Linked DNA regions of Sus scrofa: regions 1 and 2 are each linked to region 3. Evidence: chromatin contacts called from public Hi-C and HiChIP or PLAC-seq data. All regions are on one chromosome and are shown on one strand. The core of a region is the stretch at or near the end of the contact, and the rest is flanking DNA. Distances in the headings are between cores, read along the strand shown.

Region 1 (3,563 bases), core at 749-3,248, 1.1 Mb after region 3:
ATATTGTATGATTCCATTTATGTGAAATGCTCAGAATATGCAAATTCATAGAAACACTAAGATTAGTGATTGTCAGGGGCTGGAAGAAAAATGGGAAGTGATTAGTATGGGGTTTCTCTTTATAGTGATGAAAATGTTTTGGAATTAGATACCGGTGATGTTACACAACCTGTGAAGATACTAAAAAAAAAAAAAAATTCATTTTTACACTCTAAAAGGGTGAATTTCATTGTATGCGAATTATATCCTAATAAATTTTTAAATGAAGTTTAAATTGTCCTACCAATACTGTTGTAAAGTCCTAACAAGTTCTTCCTAGGAGCCAATAAACATAAACCAGAAGATATTTCAAGGGAAAGTTTATATACTTAAAGTGTCAGAATAGCATAATTCCATGAGTAGACTGGGAAAGTAGAAATTAAAAATGAAGCTGAAAAAAAATCCATGACTCATGAAAAAGTCTTCTAGATTCAGAACAAGTTTAGGTGAGAACAGAGGAAAAATAAACTAATTCTTTATTCAACAATTTTCCCCTCATTTGACTATAATCCTGAATCACAACACTTCAGAGGTGTTTCTAGAACACATGAACATTTATTACGATTCCTTTTTTTTTTTTTTTTTTCAGCTCAAGGAGATGAAACAAGCAGCCCAGTGTTACACATTATTATTTGAAGAAGCCAAGAAATTTCACTGGAGGCTCTCTCCTAATGCTTTACCTGATAGCTATTTTCATGTTGAAAATATCAACTACATCAAATTTAAAGTGACATAATAAAGCTATATCTGTATTCCTCAGTCTAAACTCATCAGGAATTACTGTTAAGTATAAAAGCCAATATTTATTCCAGCTTGCATTCTTACACTGTCTGAAAACCTTCTGGGGGGATGAGAATAATCCATTTTCTGGCTACCCAGGAATTAAAATTTTCAATGAAATTTACAAGTTTTCTTAACTGAAATTAAGAATAACTCCCAGCTCATCCCAGCCAAAGGAATGAAAGAGTAAATAAGACATTCACTACAGAATTTGAAGGACCAAGATCCTTTCACATTAAACACAGGATGAAGACAATGGTATCATCTCCTTAGAGATTTCTGAAAAAAACATTTTGCAAGAACGCTTTATGCAAATACAAGGACTTGTTGCTTTATAAGCAAGGCTCGGTATCCTCATTAGCTCTGTCTTTGTGGGGCCAGTGACCACAAGGAATATTTGCATAATACTTTCATATATTCATTTTACTTAATTAGCACAACAACTATAAGAGAATAGAGGCCAGGAATTATTACATCGTTATCCATTTTATATTTTACCAAGGAGTTCAGAATAGGGAAGTGGCTTGCCCAAAGTAATCAGGCTGGTCAGTAGCAGAGAGCTGAGACTCAAAGCTGGATATTCTAAAGTCAGACCCAATCTTCTTTCCATTGCATGCCCTCCTTCTCCAAGTGCGCTATATCAAAGGCAGGCTTAGGCACTCTACAGGACGACAGAATGGGAGGAAAGGAAGGAAGGTGGTGAGGAAATAGAAGGGGATGATGAGAGGGGAAGTGTTTTATTAGGAGGTGAGCTTAACCACTCTCAATTATCCCAAAATGCCTCTTTAGTGGCAAAAGAGGCACAAGCTACCCTTCTAAATTAATCCTACGCCCCTAGGTCTACAGCTACTGTTATTTTATTAGTTAAGAATCATGTAGGAGAGACCAGTATCCACGAGGACGCGGGTTCGATCCCTGGTCTGGCTCAGTGGGTTAATAAGGATCCTGCGTTGCCATGAGCTGTGGTGCAGGTCGCAGATGCAGCTCGCATCTGGCGTTGCTGTGGCTGTGGCGTAGGCCAGTAGCTGCAGCTCTGATTCCATCCCTAGCCTGAGAACCTCCATATGCCACAGGTGCGGCCCTAAAAAGAAAAAAAAAAAAAAAATTATGTAGGAGACACAAACGTCAAAAAAATCTAAAGCTTTTTCTCTTAGGTTCTGACAGCTGAACTTAGCCCCTCCCACAAAGGCCCGTGGACCCTAGGTCTCCGTCACATTAAACTCCTTGGGGGCCGAAGAAACCGTGAGGTGAGGGAAATGAAGGGAAGAGGGTTTGGGTTGGGGAAAGGAGTTGGGTACTAAGGTTGAACGAAGGAGAAGGGGTGGCTGCGGTGGAGCTGTGGTTGGGGGATGTGGGTTTTGTGGCTGAACTCGAAGGTGGGGTAAGAAACCAGGTTCAGAGCTGACAGTCCCGGTGGAGGTTTCAGGTTCAGGAGAGGATAGGGGAGCTGAGGGGCCGACAGGGCCATAGCGCGACGTGGGAGTGTACGAGGCTGGGGGGGTCTCTCCGGCGCGAGGATGGAGGCGAGGCCCCTCTCCAATGTCTGTGATTGGATGCTCCCTTAAGGCCCACCTCCCGGGACCCCTTGCCTTTCAAGCCCCGCCCACGCCATCGGGCGCGCGCCTGGGAGCGGGGAGGGGGACCGAACTGGAGTAGGGGGGAGGGGGAGGGAGAGGAGAGGCTCGTGCACGCGCCCCACTCGCTGCGGGTGCGCGAGCTGCGCGCTCCCGCCGCCCGCGTCGCCATCTTTTCCCCCTCCGTCTGTCTGTCTGCCGTGGGCTTTGTCCGTCTGCAGCGCCACCCCTCGGCTCCCCGCCACCGGCTCGGCCCGGAGCTGCCCTCTGCCCGCTGGGGCCCAGTCCCGGAAAGCCCCGGTTCGGCCGGCCTGAGCTGCGGCCCGTGGCCCATTGTCCGGCGGTCCGTCTGTCCGTAGGCGGGGCCCAGGGACCCGGAGAGCCGCGGAGCGCGGAGGCGCCGGGTAAAAAGACCCTCGACTCTTTCCCTCCCAGGCCAGACAGAGGATGCAGGGCTCCTCACCCCCCACCCTCGGTCGCCGGCTGTCGGCCCTTTTGTCTGTCTGTGTCTGGGGAGGGGACCAGGGGCTCGCTCCGGCTTGGGGGGCGGGGGCAGCCCAGGCTCTGACCCTCCCCCTGCCCCGGGCTCCCGCGACGAGGCCTGACCTGGCTGCCTCCCCGCGGCGGCCGTTCCTCTTTCCGTCTCTCCGGCGGTCTCGGGCGAGGGAGGGGCGTCCGCGCCGCCGCCCTCCCCGCGTGGGCCCAGGTCGGGCTCAGTCGGCACCGCCGGGACGGCCCCGGCGTCTGACAGGCTGTTCTGGGGGAGGGGGAGGATGGGCGTGGGAGTGCAGATCGGGGTATCTGTCCCGCGTCTGGGTCTCGCAAACGGGCTTCTAAATTTAGATTTCTGAGTAGCCCGTGTTGTCTGGGGTTTGTCTGAGCCGCATCGGAAGACCTCTGTCTCTTGTATGATAATTCCCGGGAATCTACCTGTGCTCACGCTTGAAGATGCCGGAGGGACCATCTCGGCTGATTATACGCACGCTCCAGACCAAACACAAGTGGGAACAGGGTGAGCAGTGAGGCGGCTACGTGACCGGCTTTCCTGTCCTCTCCTTTTTGGCAGATACAAATCACTGGGATTCAGGCAAATTAACTTTGCTCCGTGGGAACTGCACCAGAGCTGGAGGTAAGAATGCACCCTCTTTTTTGAAAGGTTGGATTTCACCC
Region 2 (3,771 bases), core at 1,261-3,760, 1.1 Mb before region 3:
TTTCTCTCTTTTAAAAGGTAACTGACATTTTAACAAGATGCAGAAAAAAAGTAAAATTGTCTATTTTTTTTGAAAAATTGAGGTATAATTGACAAATGTTTCTTTTACCTGCAAAACTGTTGGATACATCAAGTACTTTCTTTTGCCATGACCCCAAAAGCACACCAACAACACGCTTCTGGTTTCCAACCTTGCCTATTCTAAATGAAAAAACAGAAGGTCAGTCTGGATGAGCACAGACAGAAGTGGACTCAACAATAAGATGCCCAACAGGAAATATCAATGGTACACACACTGGCTTAGCTGAGAACTAATCCCACTAAACAAAAGTAATAGGTTAGGCCTTAATAATTAATTTCTAATGAATATAACGGGTAATTCACGAACTTGGTACACTGGCAGCTTTACTCACTCCTGACTGCAAATTAATACATGCCTGGAAAAAAATCTCAAACTTGTATAGACATTTAAAATGGAGAAAGTGAAAACTCCCCAGATCTTGGTGTCTTAAATGTTATACAGTTGGTGTTTGGTTACACATTAATGTTACCATATTTAACTTCAGTTTTTCTTTGCAGCTTGTCTTTCTCTTTTAAACTTTCCCCATCTTCTCTAGCCTCAAATCGTTTCAGGGATAAAGATACTAAAGTAGATCCAGTTTTATGGCCCACCTTGCCAACGCTTCCCCGGAGCATCTATTCTGTCAACAATTTCCACTAGATGTTTTTAACTCTTTGTATCAAATAGAGGCTCAGAAAACCATTCCGATCCAGAGGCATTTGTGTGCCATTTGTGGTCCCTCTGAATGGCTTAATGAGGCAGAAGCTGGAAGTGAGCTGGTGACTAATCATGCTGGTAGGAGGGCTCAATGAATGAGAAAGACTATTTCAGAATTTCTCCATATCAAACCTCATCAGTGATTCTGTCTTAAGGAACTACAACTGTTTTGCTTACATAATCTAATTTCATTGGTTTTCATGTAGAATTCTCCTTTAACCATTAACAAATGAGACATACAGAAACAATACAATTCTATGTTCAAAGCAAAGACAAAAGCCACTGTGAAATGAAGTACAATTCCTTAACAGCTGCTGCTTTCACAATGATTTAACTGTATTTATCAAAACATATGGTTTGGCAAATTTATAAATGCTTACTATATTTAGGGTTTGGATGAAACAAAGTTAAGGATTTTCTATTCTGGTGGTTCTTGTTTTTTTGGAAATCTCTGCTTAAAGGAAACTTCCACACTCAGGGCTTTTCTTCTGATCTACAAAAATCCATCTGCCTTCTTAAAAACACTACAACTGTTATCTGACAGAGCAGCTCACAGTGTCTGCCTGCACTAGGCCCTTAGCAAGTGTTTGTTGAACTTACAGAATAGAACTGAAATGATCCCTCCCTTAGCACCTCTAGTATCCTACAGGAGAAAAACAGTAATTATTTTTAGTGCGATAGCTTGCATATCCTGTTAGGCTAAGGCTCCTACAAAGCAACAGAACTGAAATGGGGACCCTAAACCTCACAGGAGTCTGGAGTTTGTTTTGAAGAAGCTGTACAAAGCAAGTTGCAAGAGAATGAGCACTTAGCAACTCTGACTTTACAGCAAATGCTCCCAACTGGGTCTTGCAGTTTTCCAAATCAAGTAACTATCTGGTAAAACTTCTGAACACGTGTAACAGGTCCAGCGAGACGAACAGCTCACAAACAAGCAAGCAAAGGCGGAAGAAACATCTGTGGGATGTTACCTTATTCATTAATGCCCAAATCTCCAACTGGTCTCATTAAAAACAAAATAATACAAAGAACAAAACCCAAAGCAGACTTGACACCTCATCTACATTTTAAGCTGTCGTCAAACACGATTCCCACTTCGAAACTCTCACAAGTTAAAACCACAGCTCTTCCAGGCGCTGAGACCAGAATTTCGCTGACAGCCTTCACAGGCAAAAAGCGCGAGTCTGAAGGGCTTTACTACGAGACATCAAGTCTTTTTGGCAAAAGGGGGCGGACGAAGTGACAGACGGGCACGAGGCCTGGGAATCAAGGCCAAGAGAAGCTTCCCAGACTCTGGCATCGAACGGACTAGGTAAAAGGAACCAGCAGCCCAGTTCCCGGAGCGTCGGCTGGGCGGCGTGGGAGACAATGCCAGGTGTCTTGGGCTTCGCGAAAGGAGGTTGGTCTGGGACCCTCGGCGACTCAGGGCCCTCCTGGTCCATCAGCGCCCCCGCGGCCGCCGCGCAGTCCCCAGCGCGCCCGTGACTCAGCAGCGGCGGCGCCACCGGCCCGGGTAGGCCGCCCCGTGTCGCCCGCTCACCGATTGAAATGATCCACCACACTCAGCAGCACCAGGGGGTGGACCACCACCTTCTGCACAGCCAGCTCCGGCATCGCGACACACCCCGCCCGCCAGGCCCTGCTCCCCGCGACCCGCAAACGCCGGCGGCCAGAGCGGCAGCGACTCTTTGGGATCCTCCAGGCCCGGCTCCTCCTCTTCCGGCTGGGCCGCTGCCGCGCGGCCCCTTCTTCCGCTCCCAGGGTGCTGCGCGCGCCGGGAGCGGGCTGTCGCTCCCGCTGCCAACTTGAGGAGGGCAAGTTCCCGGGAGGCGGAATCCGCCTCAGGTGACTGGCTGCGAATTTCCGGGGTCTTGATAGCTAAAGGGACACTGGAGACGTTAGAGGTTGACCTCCTGGTGTTTCGCTTGTACCGTTACCCACGGTGGCTTTTCGCTTCCATGCCTTCCCAACTCCCCTCCCCCATCGGAAATCTCGAGAAAATACTAAGAAAAAAATGTAAACAGTGATATGTAGTAGTTCCACCATTCAGCAAATGTTGACCTTTGCTTCTAGTCAGAGTCGTCTACAATTTCTTAGAGGAACTAATTTTAAGTCTCCAGCATTAGGGCATTCCCTTTAAGTAGATATGATAGTTTATCTCATTATCATCTTGTCAGGGAATTTCTCCTTAGTCTTCGCTATAGATGATAAGCAAACAATCAGCCTGTCTGTATTTTTCCACCTATCTTTATATTACTTACCATTTAACAAAGGATAGAATAATGCCGTTTGTGCCTAGAGTCAGATCATTCATACAGGTTGATGTTCAAATAAAAACTTAGAAAAAGATTGAAAAAGATGGGAAGCAAGAAGAAAATGTGTTTTCATTTTTCGCTGAGAAAGAGAAAAAATACTAAAAGGGGAAATGTAGAAAAAATACTAAAAGGGGAAATACTAAAAATACTAAAAGGACTTAAGGTTATTTGCAGAAAGACGCAAATGACTTAAAATCCATGCAAGTTTAGTCGCCGGACTGACTTATAAGTTGCTGTTTCTGTCAACAAAAATAATACTTACGCAACTTGAATTATTTAGTTACTGTTCATCCTCTTTTTAAACACCTTTTACCTCCCTGGGTCACGGAGGATCTGACCTCTCTGAAAAATGACCAGGAGATTTTGCTCTGAATCTTAGCCACCTTCCAGTATAGTCAGGGAGCTTTTGATATTCTTTATGGATTTTACCCCTCACTTTTATTTCATGTACTCTTCCTACTTTTGAGAACACTGTTTTGTATTTTCCTCGTTTTTTAAAGTGTTTTTGATTTGGCTATCAGGTGATTTCTGCTACTTCTTAAGATAATAGAACTTGTAAATTGAGAACATTTAAGTCAGCCCCATTGTGAGTTAAAGCATGCTTGCTGGTGTTTAAAGTAGATTCTCTTGTTTCATCTCTTGTGTGATGCTGTTCAACAGAGGGTAGACATAGATCTGT
Region 3 (3,739 bases), core at 260-2,759:
GTGACAGAATTTGGCTTGTGCTCTCCTTTGTCCCTAATCGGACATGATTCCCTAGAGGCAGTCTTTGCTCCCTGGGCCCCAGCTGGAAAAAAAAAATTTTTTTTTTTTTTTTCCCTGAGTCTCTTACTTGGGCTGAAATGTAGAGAGGGGTTGTCTAGCCCCAACAGGTAAGATATGTTCATTTGAACCTGAATTATATTGGGCCAGATGCCTTCTAGTTTTCATCACCCCTTTCCTCCTGCATCAGTGTGTGCTTAATGCTAATACGATTCCATACATACAGCGCTTCGCCTCATGAGCTTATTATATTTCTAACACTTGCACGGTTCATTATTGTGCAGTCAGAAAGGACTCTCAAGGCTGTGGGGCCAGCCTGGGTGGGTGGCTTTCAGAAAGGGTAAAAGCAGGTGCTTTTCTATGCAGAGAGTCGGGAGTAAATTCAGACCTAGCAGTGGGATTCTGGCAGGGGGACAGGGGACTTCCGGTGAGATTTCTGTGGTGCTGCCTTTGCATGTCAGAATGGAGAAAGTGAACCTGGGGCGGTATAAAAGTGTCCAGCAATTGCTTGGACCAACGGGGCAGCCCCATTAAATTTGACCTGGGTGGTAGAAGCTCCTTACGCAGGGCATGATCTATACGTCTTATCTGTGGCTTTTAAGGCGTCTTGTTAAAGATACTGTAAGGTTAATTGCAGGCTGCGACTTTTCTTCCCCTCTGTCTTTCTCTTTTTTCCTTCTCTCCCATGAAAAACTATCCTTAAGCTGTCACTGGAGAGCAGGGGATGTTTTTTATAAGTTTCCGCAGCTGAAAACAGAAGTTCTCTGTAAAGCAGTTAATAGGATGGGTGTGTGTTGCAAATAAATTCCTGTCCACATTGGCTAATGTCCCCACGCTAGAGTGGCCTGGCTGTGACGTGGATGGGGCCCAGAGACCCATGGCTCTGGTCCGGAGGCCCCAGGCTCCTTGTTGTAGCCGAGGGCGCGTCCCTTTCTTCTCGCCCGATTCTAGGCCGGCCCCCGACTTTTGATGAGTGAGGGGTCAGCGCCCGGGGAGGACCGGGCTTTGTTCCCGCCCGCCCGGCCGGTTCTCCGCGCGGCGCAGGCCGAGCCGCCCAGGGCTCCTGTCCCCGGGTGCGCGCGGCCCAGCCTGCCTGGAGGCCCGTGCCCGGAGCGCGGCCGAGCGCTCGGGCCTCGCGCGCCCGTGTGTCCCTGTGTCCCCGCGGGCGCGGCCGCAGCCCAGCACCCGGCCTACGCCCGGCACGACTGTAGATGTCAGGCTTTGCCCGGGGAGCCGAGCGGCGGCGGGGCTGTGAGTTTCAAATTAACCTTCCGCTTTGTTGCCGTGTAATGTGGATCCCCGAAGGCCCCCCGCCCCGCCTGCCCCCCTTCCCCGGGCGGTGCGCGCCGCGAACTGCGAGTTGAGCTTCATTTACATAAAGCCATTCCGGGCGGGCGGCGGAGCCGGCAGCGGGCAGGCCGGGGACGGGGACGCGAGCGCCGCGCCCCGTGGGTGAATCCCCGCCTCGCGCCCGGGGACCTGCCCTCCCTCCCGGGGAGGGGCGACCGCCGGCCCGGCCGGGGCCGCGAGCATGAGCCCCCCTCCCCTGCCCCGGGCCCCCTCGCACCTAGCCAGAGCCAGCTCGGAGCCCCGGGGGCAGCGGGAGGTGGGGAGAATGCCGCCTGGGGTGGGTGCGTTCGGGGCTCGGGTGCCGCTGGAATTTCCCGTGGTCGCGCCCGCCGCGGCCCCCGGACCTGCGAGTGCCTCCTCCCTCTGGAGGTGTGCGGAGCCTTTGTGTGCCAGGTGAGTGCAGCCTCCCGCCCCCGCCGGCCCGCCTGCCCGCGGGTTCGCGCAGCCGGCCTAGAGCTGCAGGCAGGTGCTGCGAGTCTTGGCTGAACTTCCCATTCTCTTGGGGCATGTGGGGGAAGGGCAGGCTGGATGCACCTGAACTACCTGACTCCCAGTTGGAACCTACCTGGGGTGAGAGCCTCTGCATCGCGCTCAGCACCGAGTCAGGCCCTTCCTCCTTCCCTCCCTTCCATCTTTCTTCCCCTCCCTTCTGCCTTCCTTATTTTGCTTTTGGATTAGTTCCTGCCGGTTGAATATTTGCGGTGCTGGTGTCATTTAGAAGTTTGGGTTCCATTGCCTAAAAATGCACCCTTTTCATCACAAGAGAAGTCACCGGCCAGTTGGAAACAATGCGAAGAATGCGCTTGTTGGGGAGTAATTAAAGGGAGAATCAGAGTTCGTGGAGCTGGAAGGCACCTTTGAAGATAGACTCATTTGAGTTTGTGGGCACTCTGGGAAAACCAGAGCTGCGTCCATTTCCATGGAAAGCGGGGTGGTCAGGAGGGAGAGCTGAGATGTTTGTCCTGTTAAAAGAAGGGGAAGAAGGCCCAAGTTAGGTCAGTGGCAGAAGAAGACAAAAGTAATCATGGTAGGCTAGAGGGGAAAGAACTTTCTGGAAAATGGTCCTTTCTGCTTTGGACATACCTGTGTGATAATGATGGGAAAATGCCCAGAGGGCAAAGATCACAGCCCCTGCCTGCCTGGTGCATTGCCTGGCACTGAAGTGCACGTGCCATAAAGTGGTTTAAATGCAACTCTCAAGCAGGTGAATCCAGGGGGGTCATCCCTTCCTGCACCCACTATTTGAGTCATTTAACTGGCCTGGAGAACTATAGAAGCCACCGACAGATAACCTCAGAGAGGGCTGATGGCCCACTTGGGCACCGGGAGAAGGCCTCTCCCTCAGTCCTGGGCCTGGATGGTGGAATGCATCAAGGCAGAGCAAGGAAGACAACCTTAAGCCTCGAAGGCAGATAGTGAGGAAGTTTCCCGTCGTCTTATTTCACCCTGTGCTTTGAGATCCTTGGCAAAAGGTGACTAAATACATGGAGTATAGTTTAAAGCTCGCGCTGGCTGGAGAACTTGGTTTCTCTGCCGTCAAGCAGCAGGTGTAGAGTCGGCCCCTGGAGTCCCCTCATTCCTAAATTCAGGAGGTGTCAAACCTTCATGTTCTTTTAATGGCTGTGGTTTCTGGATAGGTTTCAAGGGGAAAGCCTAAAAATCACGAGCTCCAGCAGCCTGGGCTGCAGAGGGAGGCGTGAGTGCTGGGGGCAGAAACTGCAGCTGAGAGGCAAACAGGCACCTTCCAGGGCAACCTGATCAAGACAGGCCGAGGCCTGGAACCTGGGCCTGTTCCTTGTTACCACAACAGCCACTGGCGGCCTGAGATTCTGAAGCCTTCTTGTCGCCCAGCCTGAAAAGCAATTAGGGAACCAAGGTGGTGGAATGTGAGGGAAGTCAGGCCACAGAGGTTCTCAGTAACATAAGGGTCTCAACAATGGGGTCATTGGAGAGAGGTCCGTACCTGGATGTTTGCACACCTGTATTTGTGTTCCTTCTGTTCCTCGGAGCCCCCCGAAGGCCCCCTTTCAGAGGGCATGTGGCGCTCTGAGGGCCAAGAGAAAACTTTCCCTCTCTCCCTTCCTTAAATTACAGGACTAAGGAGATTGTCTGCATTTAGTTTCCAGCGTGTTTTCAGAGAGCGTGTAAGTGCCTCTCAGAATGGGCCAGGGTCACACGTTGCTCTTTCATTTAATTACACAAGTGTTATTTAACAACATGGGGCAGATGCAGAAGCAAGCACTTTTACACTTTAAAAACAGTCCTTTTGGAGTCACAGGGAATTAAGTGACTTGGAGACCTTCTGTCTTTATCACATGGATCACGTCCCTTT

Evidence for each region. A called contact is a pair of places that touch in the nucleus more often than the background predicts. HiChIP or PLAC-seq counts read pairs in DNA pulled down with a chosen protein or histone mark.
Region 1: a contact with region 3 is called in an H3K27ac HiChIP or PLAC-seq map of alveolar macrophages. The contact joins the promoter of ZNF821 here to the promoter of ZFHX3 in region 3. A contact is called at or near these places in 2 of 2 datasets of contacts at active chromatin or transcription factors (alveolar macrophages and skeletal muscle).
Region 2: a contact with region 3 is called in a Hi-C map of subcutaneous adipose tissue, with 1.6 times the contacts expected there. The contact joins the promoter of PSMD7 here to the promoter of ZFHX3 in region 3. A contact is called at or near these places in 1 of 5 promoter capture datasets (fetal skeletal muscle), 2 of 47 Hi-C or Micro-C datasets (epiblast stem cells and subcutaneous adipose tissue) and 1 of 2 datasets of contacts at active chromatin or transcription factors (alveolar macrophages).

The regions. Positions count from the first base shown.
Region 1 is chr6:14,868,754-14,872,316 of Sscrofa11.1, reverse strand. ZNF821 (zinc finger protein 821) reads left to right here and starts at 1,998. Exons shown (of 8, transcript XM_021093841.1): 1 at 1,998-2,066; 2 at 3,460-3,522. It overlaps IST1 (IST1 homolog), which reads right to left and starts at 3,458. Exons shown (of 10, transcript XM_021093850.1): 1 at 3,324-3,458.
Region 2 is chr6:17,046,159-17,049,929 of Sscrofa11.1, reverse strand. It overlaps PSMD7 (26S proteasome non-ATPase regulatory subunit 7), which reads right to left and starts at 2,510. Exons shown (of 7, transcript XM_021093860.1): 1 at 2,318-2,510; 2 at 109-200. The coding sequence starts at 2,391.
Region 3 is chr6:15,939,071-15,942,809 of Sscrofa11.1, reverse strand. ZFHX3 (zinc finger homeobox protein 3) reads left to right here and starts at 1,509. Exons shown (of 10, transcript XM_021097088.1): 1 at 1,509-1,800.